2 separate regions of the Mus musculus genome follow, and region 2 is linked to region 1. Evidence: chromatin contacts called from public HiCAR-type data. All regions are on one chromosome and are shown on one strand. Each heading gives the region's core, a stretch centred on a gene start, on an enhancer-like site or on the middle of the called end of the contact. The rest is flanking DNA. Distances are from core to core; before and after follow the strand shown. Region 1 holds the start of Zfp618 (zinc finger protein 618). Region 2 holds the start of Pappa (pregnancy-associated plasma protein A).

Region 1 (6,028 bases), core at 1,358-3,857:
CTGCGGGTGACTGTGTTGTTTCTGCAGTGGCTTTAGGGAATGTGTGGGTTCAATTATAACCTGGGTTTCTTAAGCTTAGATGGCATTGCCCTTAGCATCCCTTCCAAGGCCTGGGCAAGATAGCGTCAATCAGAACACCTTCTCTGCGTCTCTGACTCCAGGGGGAAGCGTCTTTATACATTGTTGCTGAATATACATTGTTGCTGAATACTGGGGTTGAGGGGGGCTCTCTGTCAAATGCGCTGACAGAATGTTCAGGTCATCTAATCTCTGGGTTATGGAGAGGCAGAAGGTATTTGCAATGATTCTGGAAAGAAAAGGCTGCATAGGACCATGGGATTTCACAGGCTAGAGGTGACAGGCAGTCTAGCACTCCCTTTTGGGAAGATACTTTCTCCGTTCAAATGGACATGTAGGTAAAGTTTTGTTTAGTGGTTATTTTCTGGATCCCTAAAACTATGACTTAAGGACCTGGGAACTCAAACTCCTGCTATCCCCTCTATCTGACGAAGATCCTGCAGGGAGAATCACCAGCCAATCAGGTATAACTTGGAATCATTGCTGTGCTCCTGGAGTGGACCAGGCCCTTCCTCTTTACCTTGTTCAGGTACTACAGTGGTTTGCAAGAGGATGTTTTTAGGGAAGCAGCTGCCGGGACACTTGATGGAAATGTAAACTATCAGTTCCTTACCTCAACAGAATGAAGTAAGAACTCCAGGGTGAGACCAGCCAATCTGGGTGGTTCAAATTTGAGAAGGGCTAGGGCAAGCTCTTCTTGACAGTTTATCTGCCCCCCCTCCCATATATATACAGTAACTGCTCAGTGAACAGTTACTGTACCCCCCTTTCCTGACTCTCAAAGAAGGGCTTTTCTCTTGATAACCATCCCACTGCGTTGATCTCCTTCCTTACCATTCCAGGGAATCCTATCAGCCTTAGCTTGGGCAGAGGAGCAGGCCTGGCCAGGAGGCAGATACTCTGAAAACAGTTTAAGGCTCTAGTATCTAGGAGGAGGTGAGGCAAGCAGGCAGAGCTTTGCCAGGCTTGCCCAACTGCCAGCTCTGCTTCCCACTTGATCCACACGGGCCTTGGAAGATGCTGCCAGATCTCTTCCAAGAACATACGCGATAAGCAGGGGAAAAAGAAATGGGTACTTTTAAATCTCAAATCAATCACTGACTTTAGAGGTTTCCAGATGTAACTGGAAGATGCTGCTTAACTTCTTATGTATTTACCAGGCTGGGGTTTGAAAAGTGGGGTTCTTCACTGTTTTTCTTCTACGGAGGGCCAAATTCCCACAGACTGATTCTTCCAGGAGAGTGGTGTCTTTAAAAACTAACTTGAAGGAAGAAGAAGGGTTCTAAGGGGACGGACAGTTCTAGAGCCCTTTCTGTTTAGAGGAGTTTGCTCTTTAAACTTTAAAAAGCTCCTACACATGTTTTCTTAAGGTGGAGTCAGAAAAAGCACCCGTTTAACTAGCCTTAATTTCCATAAAACAATCCTATCCTTATTTTTTTTTTCTCAAGGGAAGGGTAAGGAAACACATTGGTTCCTTTCTCATCTGATACATGGCAATTCTTCAACTTCTTATTCTAAAACTCAACTAGCTGTGGGAGAAGAATCCAGGGGTCTCTCTAGTTTTCATATAGGCCAGGTCTTTCTGATTTATTATTTTTAAGTCTATTTTGGGAGTAGGAGGACAGAAACAAACCCTTAAGTCTTCCTAAGTCATAAAGAGGAAGCTCTCATATAAGAAACATTTTGTATTTTTATAGTTTAGGACTTTTGAAAGAGCAGGCCTCTTTAACCTTTCAGTTCAAGTAAGAGGGATAAGTCAAAATTTTCCTTTTCTAACTGGGGGGGGGGGGGGGGGGAGGGGCTGACCCTTGTTCAACCTTCAACATCTCCTTCCATAGGGTCAGGTTTTGTGTTTTTTTTTTTTTTTTAATACTTTTACTTTTTTTGGCGGGGGAGGGTAAAAAAGTGACTTCACTGACATCAAACAGAAGAGAGGCTCCTCAAATAGTAAATTTATATTCAGACTTGATGGGGGTTAGAGAGGGTCCCCTTGGCCCTCAGTTCTCAAACTTATCTGCGAGGACGGGGAGGGGGGAGCTAGGTATAGCCTAGGCTACCGAATATTCCCAGGAAGCTTTCCAGTTTCGTTCCTCAAAACTTTTATTTAAAAAAAAAATCGATCTGATTTGGGGGGGGGGGAGAGCTTGTGGGGAGGGGAGAGGCGTTCCCATTAACCCCTTCTGTCCCACCAGAGGCCGCTCCCCAAAACTTTTCTGTGCCCCCACCTCCGCCCCACGCGAGCAAATGCCCCGCGCGCGAGGCTGGCGCGGGAAAGTTTGGGGGGCCGCCGGCGGCGCGGGGGACCGGCGGCTTTGTGTGAGGCGTGGGGCGTCGCGGAGGCCCGCGGCGGAGGCCGAGGAGAGGCCGGGGGCCCGCAGCGGCTCGGAGGCCGGCGGGGGCGGTGCGGGGCGCGGTGCAGCGCGGCGGGCGCGGGCCGGCGGGGCGATCTGCGGTCCCCGCGGCGGTCCCCCCCGGCGCCCCCGGCCCCCGCCCCCCGGCCCGCGCGGGGCGGGCGGAGGAGGGAGCGGCAGCAGCGGCGGCGGCGGCGGCGGCGGTGGCAGCGGCATTGTGCGCGCGGCGCAGCCCGGCCCGGGAGGAGCAGGACGCGCCGGGGCCGCCTCCTCCCGCACGGACCGATGAGCCAGCCGGACGGCGCGGCAGCTCCGCAGGTAACGCGGGGCCGGGGCGGGGGCCAGGGCGGGGGCCGCAGCAGCCCCGCGGGATGGCGAGCGCGGGCGCCGGCGGGGGGATCCGGAGTGGGGCCGGGCGGCCGGGGTGCGGGAGCGGCCCCCCGGGACGCTGCGGGGCGCGGGCGACGCGGGGGCGGCGGCCGAGGCTAATGGGGACCCCTCACCCGGCGTCCCCCGCCGCCCCCCGCGGCCCCCAGCTCGGACCGGAGCCCAGAAACAAAGCGGCGAGAGCACGGAGCAGCCATTGCAGTTTGGACAATTCAGATTTTGCGAAAATGCAACCTTCTTCCAGATCTCCCCCTCCCCCGAAATTTGCAATTTCCCCTTGACCCTCTCTGCTCTCATGGTCCTTGGTGACCCCCAGGAGAGCTTTCCTTCCAGGCCCCCAATCTTTGCAACAATCTTTTTTTTTTTTTTTTTTTTTTTTTTAAGGCCATATTTCCTTCTCTCAATTTTTTTTTCTAATTTTTCTTCAAACGGTAGTTTTTTCCCATTAAAACGACGCCACCTAGAGGATACTATTTTGTAAATAAAAAAAAAAAGAAATTAAAATTGAAAAGAAATATTTTTTATTTCTTATTTATTCCAAAGTTTCATCTACAAACTGGTGGATGTGGGAAAGATTCTTTTTTTCTATCTTTTTTGGAGTGAAAATTTTCACTTTGATCATTGAAAGGACATGGAGACAATTTTATTTCTGAAGCCAAATCCAGATAATATGTAAATGAAAATTAAGCTGGAATTTGAATGAATTCAATTCTTGAAGGGGAGAAAGCAAAAATACCTCCTAAAAGCAAAGGCAGTTTAGGTACCTAAGTTATTTTAATTTGAGTAAAAAAAAAATAGTAATTGGAATGAGAAAAGGGGGGAAATAGTTCAGTTTAGGGAAAGCTGGGAGAATTGGCTTTATGAAGCAATTAGAAATTGTGTTTCATTATAATTTGCGGCTTGTTTTGCTCCGTAGGCAAAAATGACTAATTTTGCCATTTGGCAGCGTTCAAAGTTTTTCCATTTCCAAGAAAGAAGGATTTAGGAGAGAAAATAGATCCTAAAATGTTGGCTTTGGACACACCCAAAAATTGTAGGTTTAAATTTTTACATTTACATTTTACTGCATTTAACTCCTGAGATTTTAAAGAAAAACAGAAATTGGAAAAGTTAGAGTGAAATCCTGCCGGTCTTTTTTCTGTTTTTTGTTATGTTGTGTGTGTGTATGTGTGTGTTGTGTGTGTTGTGTGTGTGTTTTGCTTTGATGGAATAATTATGACTGTTTCCTGATTTTGTTTGCTGCAAGGTCTAGGCATTTCTTGTTTTGTTGTTGTTTTATCTAGAAAATGTCAGGGACCTTTTCTTGAGCAATATTCAATGGAGAAAAATGTCAATTCATATATTGTGCAAACTGAGTAGCCCACAGAATTGTAGGAGAGGCCGCCATTAAAATAAGATATGCATAATTAACATTATTATGAAAAACTAACAGTGGATTCACAGAAGCCCATTTTTTTTTACGACACACAAGTGAATCAATTGATGGAGATAAGGATTAAAAAAAATCCTTGTTAAAGAGGAGAATTTGTCTTTCTCAATTTTGTTTTCTAGTCCAATTAGAGTATTATCATCAGTTCCTTTTTTAAAAATTCAGGTTGGCTTCAGGTTTCTTTGTGATGTGGGGTTGGATAATTCATTAATATTTTGCATTTTTCAAATTTTTTTTATTGCTGTCAAAAGAGAAGAAATCCATTAGCCTTGATCATTTGAAGATTGTGTGTGTGTGTGTTTTGAAGGGAGGGGATTTGTAACAACAACAGAAAATTCCACAAATTTTACTGACCCAGTAAGAAAAAAAGGTGGGAGAGAGAATGGCAGAGATGAAAATTCTGATTTGAATCCATCTTCCCTGGTAAGAACACTTTGCTGAAGAAATGAACTGAAACACCAACTCAGCTGTTTCTAGCAGGAAAATTTATTATTTTCTTTGAAAGAAAAACTAATCAGAATACACACAAAAGCCAAACCCAGAGATGCTTGCCTTGGGAATTTGAAAGCATTTTTTATAAACAATATTTTATGTGGAGGTTTTGTCCTTAAGATAAATCAAATGAAGGTGAAACAAAAAAAAAAAAAAGAGAAAAATTTTCAAGGGATAAATATTGACTGGATGGAAATTTGACACAAGAGAATAAGATCTGTTCTGAGATAAAGGGAAATTGGTGATGATTTAGGCTGATCGGATGTGCTGATTTTTTTTTTTTTTTGAGTAAAAAAAAAAAAAAAGTTCAAATTTTTCAAACCAAAAGGAGTGTGTTAGTTGGACTTGGGGGGACCTTGTAGACGTTGGGGTTGGAGCTATGATGGGTTACCTGGGGTGGGGATAGACCACTCTGGACCCGGGATCAACAGCTAGCGGGTGGTCCTGGACCTACCTCACCAATTTGTTTTATGGAAACTGGGTTTCTGAAGGGCTGCTAATTCTGTGGAATGAATTTAACATTGGCACAGGTTAGATAGTCCCCATCATCGCCGTAGCATTTGGGAAATTTAATTTAATTTAATTAAAAAAAAATTTTTTTTTGTTTTTGTAACAATCCTTCAGGGCTGACTGGCCACGTTCTGACATGTTTGGAATGAGCCTTTTTGTTGTTGTTTTGTTGTTTTCCTTTAAGTGCATAATTAAAATTTCTTCTCTTGAATTATTTAGGGCGATGTCTTGACAGTCGAGGAATTTATAATTTCAGAAGTTCTAGAGGCCTCGCGAGATAGTGGGCTCAAGTTGGCCAGGGCTGGAGAAGGATGGACATAGGGATGGATAGACGGATGGGGTAAGGGCGCCTCAGCAAAGGTCCAGGATGGAGATAACAGGTTATCTCCGGTGCAAAGGAATGAGAATCTCTTGGTATAGCCTACAGTCTGCCTTGCCACTCAGATGTCTGCAATCTACTCTGCTGAGAATTTTGTTTTGTTGGCTGTAGTTTTATGGTTTATGGCTAGAAATTGCGAGTAATTTGTTTTGTAGATCTTTTTTTTTTTCCTTCTTTTTTTCCTTTTTATGGAATTGGTTACTCTCATCATGATTGTTCTGAAAGAAAAAGAAAAATAGAAGTGCATGCTGGTCCTGTTGGAGGTGGGGCCAGCTCCCTTTTGTTTCTCTTGGTGTCACGGAGGTGAGGTCTGACCTGGGCCTGGTCTCTCCCTCTCTGTGTCTACTCCTTCAGATGAAGTATGGGAAGCTAGTATCGAATATAGGAACTGTTTTTATTAGT
Region 2 (6,028 bases), core at 1,915-4,414, 2.2 Mb after region 1:
ACTTATGTCTCAAAAGTGTTACTCTAACTTCCAGAACACTGTAGACTTCTGGATTACATAGAGAGCTTTCAATTACTTCCAGACAAGATGCACGTTGAGGGAGTTTGTTCCAAGGATTAAAAGTACAGAGTAAGAAGGGGTTTGGTACCAAAAGTTTCCTCAGAAACTTTAGGAGGCCCTGAGAAGGGAACCAGGGACTGGGTAGCTATGACAAGACTAAATGGGATCTACTATCCCCGCAGTAGAGTACTAGCAGAGCTATCATGTGGGAAGCACTGAATTCAGTTTCTGGTACTTAAAAGGGGGAGAAATGGAAAGATAAAAATGAGAAAAAAAATCCACAAGAGACTACATGATTAATTAACAGGAGAGCACTACATGATGAATCATTATTTAAAATGTAAGCCAATACAGAGGCCATGTGTAAGCCATTGCTTTGAATGGCCTATCATGCACAGTGTGCGATTCATCCATGAGACTCCAGCATAAAAACAAGCAAATCCATGTGCGCACAGAGTAAGAGTAGCCTCCAAGACAGGCGAGGGGAAATGGTAGTTATATGGTTAAAATTTTATTTTACTTATTTATTTGCTGAGGGTGGTGGACTCCATGGTTTATATGTGGCAGATAAAACACTAGAGTCGCAAGAGTTGAGTCTTCTTTCACCATTGTGGGTCCCAGGAATTCCACTCAGGTTAGCCGACTTGACCTTTTACCTACTGTACCATCTAGCTGCCCAGTAATTATACATTTAGTAATATGTCAGTAAAAGGCTTTAGCAAACATTCTCAATGCATTTAGGGATTGGGGTCAAAGAGCAAAACAACCTATAATGTCTATTCTTTCCTTCCTCCACTTCCAGAGGGGAAGAAATTTTTTTATTTAGGGACCTAAGGAGCACTTTGACTTTGATGGGAACAGAGGAGTACATGGTGCTCATAGAGAAAATCTACAGTTCAGGAGGTTTTGTACTCAGAATAAGCTGTAAAGTATACACTCTCACTGTAAAGAGGTCTGAATGGAAGGTTACAGTGAAATGGTTCAGAGGAAGACCAGGTGAGTGCATGTGCATTGGAAATTGATGTGCCTCCTATTTCATTCCTGGTTGGAAAGTGGATGAAATTCTAAATGTCTACAAATACTAAAATTATTGTACACAATGGCTTAAAAGCCTCTGGAAATACAGTCTCCAAATACCTAATTGTCATAACTGAAATGAGCAGTAGTCATGTTCCAAATATTATTTGCGGGGGTGGGGGGTGGTGTTCCAAATATCATGGGGGGGAAGTACTGAATGACAGTGTTTATGCAATTCACCCCCCATCTTTTTCCTTCTTTGAGGACTACATCCTAGTTTGTATAGGTGAATCAAAGTTGTAGACCGTGAGAGATTTGTGGGGTAGGGGGTAAGTTTTTAACCTATGGCATTATGCACAGTATTTTTTTTTTCTTTCCATCAGGTCTCTATAGAATGGAGGATGGAAGATGGGCATCTCTTTATACGTAGAGACCTTGAGTTCCAGAACTCTTAGCCTGATGCTACATAGCAAGTTCTTCCCTGACCAGGAGGACAGAAATCTGGGATAGCTGGTTTGCAGAATAGTGCCATGATTCCTGCTTACCACATTTCAGCTTTTATGGGGGGTGGGGTGGGTGGAGATCTGAGTCATCTGTCATCTTACAAATCTTTATCTGTTTACCAGCAAATATGCTCCGATGGTTCTGTTCCTCCCTGGAGCATGTAGCAAAGATCCTAACTCTGAGGAAGGATCTGGAACAGCCCGTAGGATAGGAACACCACGGGAGAGCAAGTCAATAATTAGTAGCGTCAACTTCACCTCAGTTTTCCACCATAAATTCTACCTGGAATGACATCTTTTTATAGAGATACTATTTGGACAGGCTAGCAAAGAACTAATAAATTTAAACCACCATGGCTAACCCATTTTGACTTATTAAACACTCGAGGGAAAGAGAGCTGTTTTGCCATAAGGGGGAGCTTTTGAGTTCCATAAAGAGGGGGAAAGGAATGAATATATATATATATATATTTCAGTTCAAAACGTAGAGCCACAGGGGCAGCAGACTGTTACCTGCTTACCTGTGCTTGGCCAACATTAGGAGAACTTGGATTGTTTTTAAGCTGAAATTGGGTAAATTCATATTTTCCTACCATTTATATTCAACAAAAAGTATATCTAACAGTCAACTGAATGATGTAGGATTGTTCAGGGGCAATGATGGGGGACATAGCACTGGTCCACTGTATCTCCAAGGGAGATGCCCTGCAAACAGTTCTCTGATGCTCTGTTCAATCTATACGGATTTGGGAATTGACTTTGGTATGCTGAAGCGCGAAGGTTAGCATTGGGGTCTCAGGGAAGAGAGAACCAACTTACTACAGTATAACTTTAAGAAAATGTGGTGAGAGGAGAAGGAGAAAGGCAAAAGAGACAGAGAGAGCAAGGAGGAGAAAAATGGGAGAGGGAGGTGAAGGGAGGGGGACAGAGAACAAGAAGAAAAGTGGGAGAATGAAAGAAAGAGGGAGGGAGGCAGAGAAGATGAAAAAGAATCTGAAAATCAAGTTTCAACGCTTTGTGTATTGTGAAAAGAGAGACATGTAACAGCAAAGGGCAAATGAGACCCTGAAAGACAGATTTTTCTCTCCCGCCACGAGGCAAAATAAAAAATAAAAATAAGGGGCGGGGGTAAAGGGAGCAAAGCAAAACAAAACAAACCAGAACGTGTGTTTTGAGTCGGAATGCGAAGAGCAGGGAGGACCGTAAGGGGGTGTGTACAGAATTTCATTAAATTGTTACTTTAAGATTGTCTTCTTAAAAACAGAAGAAGTAGAAGAAGAAAGAGGGGGTGGAGAAGCTGAACCGAAGGAAAGGAGACAAACGGCAAAGTAGAGGAAGGCTGGGTGGATCGGCCTCTCCAAACCGATTGATTGGTCATGATCCCCGCAGTTTGAACAGGGACTCATTCAATTGGGAAGGTGGAGTGCTGGCGAACAGATTAGCACACGCTTGTTTACTCGTCTTCTAAGGGATTTTTTCCCCCTCTTTCCTTTCATTTCGTGAAGAAGGAGGGAGGGGAGGGGGCGGGGGGGAGAAGGGGGCTGTGGCTTGTGTTATAAAGGACGCAAAAAATAAATAAATGAGAGCATCTTGGGGGGAGGGAGGGAATTCAGCCGACCAGTGTGTTAGAGGAGATTTTTTTTAAGAGCTAGAAATATATAAAATAAAATGAAATAAAACAAGGAGGAAGGCATCCAGCTGTTAGAAGGGGGGATAAGGCAGATAAAGGAGCGGGGAGAGAAATTAATTGCCAACCAGGAGGAGTTGGACTGTATTTTTGAAAGGTGGGGGGAGTGGAGCACACACCTTGAGGAGGAAAGCGAGAAAGAAAAGAAAAAAGCAAGTGGAAGGGGGGCTCGCACGAGAAAGGAGGCAAATAGTAGTGCGAGCTAAAGCTGGCAGCTCCGGGCGGCGGTGCAGGGGCGCAGGGGGGGCGGGGGGGACCGTCGGACATGCGGCTCTGGAGTTGGGTGCTGCGCCTGGGGCTGCTGAGCGCCGCGCTGGGCTGCGGGCTGGCCGAGCGCCCCCGCCGGGTCCGAAGAGACCCTCGGGCCGTGCGCCCCCCGCGCCCCGCCGCTGGACCGGCCACCTGCGCCACCCGGGCGGCCCGCGGTCGCCGCGCCTCGCCGCCGCCGCCTCCGGGCGGTGCCTGGGAAGCCGTGCGCGTCCCCCGGCGGCGGCAGCAGCGGGCGGCGAGGGGCGCCGAGGAGCCGAGCCCGCCTAGCCGGGCGCTCTATTTCAGCGGGCGAGGGGAGCAGCTGCGCCTCCGGGCCGACCTGGAGCTACCCCGCGACGCCTTTACACTGCAAGTGTGGCTGCGAGCCGAGGGTGGCCAGAAGTCTCCAGCAGTGATCACAGGTAAGGAGAAAGGGGTCCCCCCTGTCTGGCGGACCACCCTGCGGGTCTCTGCAGGCCCCTCCTGGGTTCTTGCGGATGTCTGGGGTGCAGGTGGCGGGTGGGTCTGCGGGAGCCGTCCCGGGAGCAGCACAGGGAGTAAGGAAGAGAGACTCTCTTTAACCCATCTGCGGAATGGGCGCGCTGAGAAAGGATGCTGCCCGGCCTCTGGGGAGCTGCACTCGGGAGCTCCTCGCCGGTCCAAGACCAGGAGCTAGGGATATAGCTGATCCCCCGGGAACCCAGAATACTTAAGTGGTGCTGGGGATGTACAGAGAGACTCTGTCCGGGTATGGGAGAAAAGGGTACAGGACCCAGATGGGTTGCGTGTGAAAGAAGTGTAGGAAACGGTTCATTTCTCTTTACTTTTCCATAGACGCAATTCTCCAGTAGCCTGGCTACCCTCAAAGTAGGCATGGGGCAGGTAGTTTTGATTGCCAGACTTAGAAGTCCTATAACTACCCCAAAGTTGCTCTCTGCCCGAAGCTTGCCTCTGGGAACCACCACCACCACCATAGCCACCCACACTGCCTCTCTGGGTCCTTGCTTTTAAAGCCCGTTGCCTGTCATTCACCGCTGGGTCAGACCTTCTTAGCGCACCTCTGACAGCCTACCCCAGACTCGGCTGAGAAATGGGGCGCTTTTCTCTTTGGGGACTTTTATGAGCCCATACTAGATTTAAGATCTCCCTCCTCACCCTCCCTCTCTCCCCTTCGCTGCTCCACAGCAAAGCCCATAGTGAAACCGGACACTTTGCGAGGGCTGCAAACCTTCCAAACGCCTCAACATTCATTTTCCCTTCTAAATGAATCTGTGGAAATGCCTTTAATAAAACGAGGGGTGGTGGAGGGGGCGGCGCAGGAGAGAAGGAAAGTTTTGCCTCTTCTGTCTGGGAGATTCCCTCACTGCATAAACAACCTTGCCGTGTCCTGGGACGCCTTAAAGCTATATTAGGGGTTCCCCCTTCGCTGCAACCTGGGAGCGAGTAGAGGGTTTCGTGATCCCACCCCTTACACACCGCTCTCAGGCAGTCTGCGGCTGTTTTGCCTTGGCATAAACCTTTCTGAACACTGCACCGACTCTCCCATTTACCGAAGTCCCCTTCAGGGAACCCAAACTCTGCTACTATGCCACTCAAATGTATCCTCAAAGCTCCCACTTCCCAGCTACCAAAGGAGAGTGAGAACGACTACACACACACACACACACACACACACACACACAAAACTGACGTCATCGCTACCACCACCCCCTCCCTCCGAAAAGGAGAGGGAAACGGAGCGCATTCACTTTCAGCTCCCAAACCCTTGTCAGCCAGAGGAGGGTACAACATGTAACGAGAGACAAGATTCAAAATAGTCATGAAGATGATGATAATTCAGGTCTCTCTCTCTCTCTCTCTCTCTCTCTCTCTCTCTCTCTCTCTGTGTGTGTGTGTGTGTGTGTGTGTGTGTGTGTGTGTTTGTGTGTGTCTGAGTGTGTCTGAGTGTTTTCACTTTCAAAGCACAGCGGTTTGCTGCTTGAAAGTGGTTAAGAGATGGGTAGGTTTGGTTTTGCTGCTCTACCTGTTGTGTGGATGATTCGGAAGGGATCCCCCAAGAGAGGAAAGCCCGGGGTTGTAAAGATAGTGGGTGCATTTAATATATACATGCATACAAATCTTTGTCTCACGGGATTGCATTTGCATTTGCACAGGCTTCTAAGTGTTTCAGACCAAGGTCTTTCTCCCTTCCTGGTCTCTGGAAGACTTACGTGTACGTAATCGACTCGCACAATTGTTGCAGTAAAATACTTTCATTGGATCGGTGATGCTAGGTTATTATTGCTCCTATAAAATGCCTGGTTCATTTTATGCGTGGAAATAACATTCCTCACAAAACGGAAGAAAGAAAAAAACAAAAACAAAACAGTAAGTAGATAAATTAATAAATAAACGGCACGACTGCCATGTAGCCCCAGAAAGCCTGGAAGCTGTTCCCCGGAGAATCTGGTCGGTTCCCCCCCCTCCCCTAGTTGAATCCGAGCCAGATTTGGCAGTGTGTAAACACCTGGCA

The links. HiCAR-type assays count read pairs that join an accessible place to other places.
Region 2: a HiCAR-type map of astrocytes shows a contact between it and region 1, with 4 times the contacts expected there. The contact joins the promoter of Pappa here to the promoter of Zfp618 in region 1. A contact is called at or near these places in 1 of 39 promoter capture datasets (hippocampal neurons) and 1 of 115 datasets of contacts at active chromatin or transcription factors (astrocytes).

The regions. Positions count from the first base shown.
Region 1 is chr4:62,962,960-62,968,987 of GRCm38.p6, forward strand. It overlaps Zfp618 (zinc finger protein 618), which reads left to right and starts at 2,608. Exons shown (of 15, transcript NM_028327.1): 1 at 2,608-2,747. The coding sequence starts at 2,715.
Region 2 is chr4:65,121,010-65,127,037 of GRCm38.p6, forward strand. Pappa (pregnancy-associated plasma protein A) reads left to right here and starts at 3,165. Exons shown (of 22, transcript NM_021362.1): 1 at 3,165-3,938. The coding sequence starts at 3,533.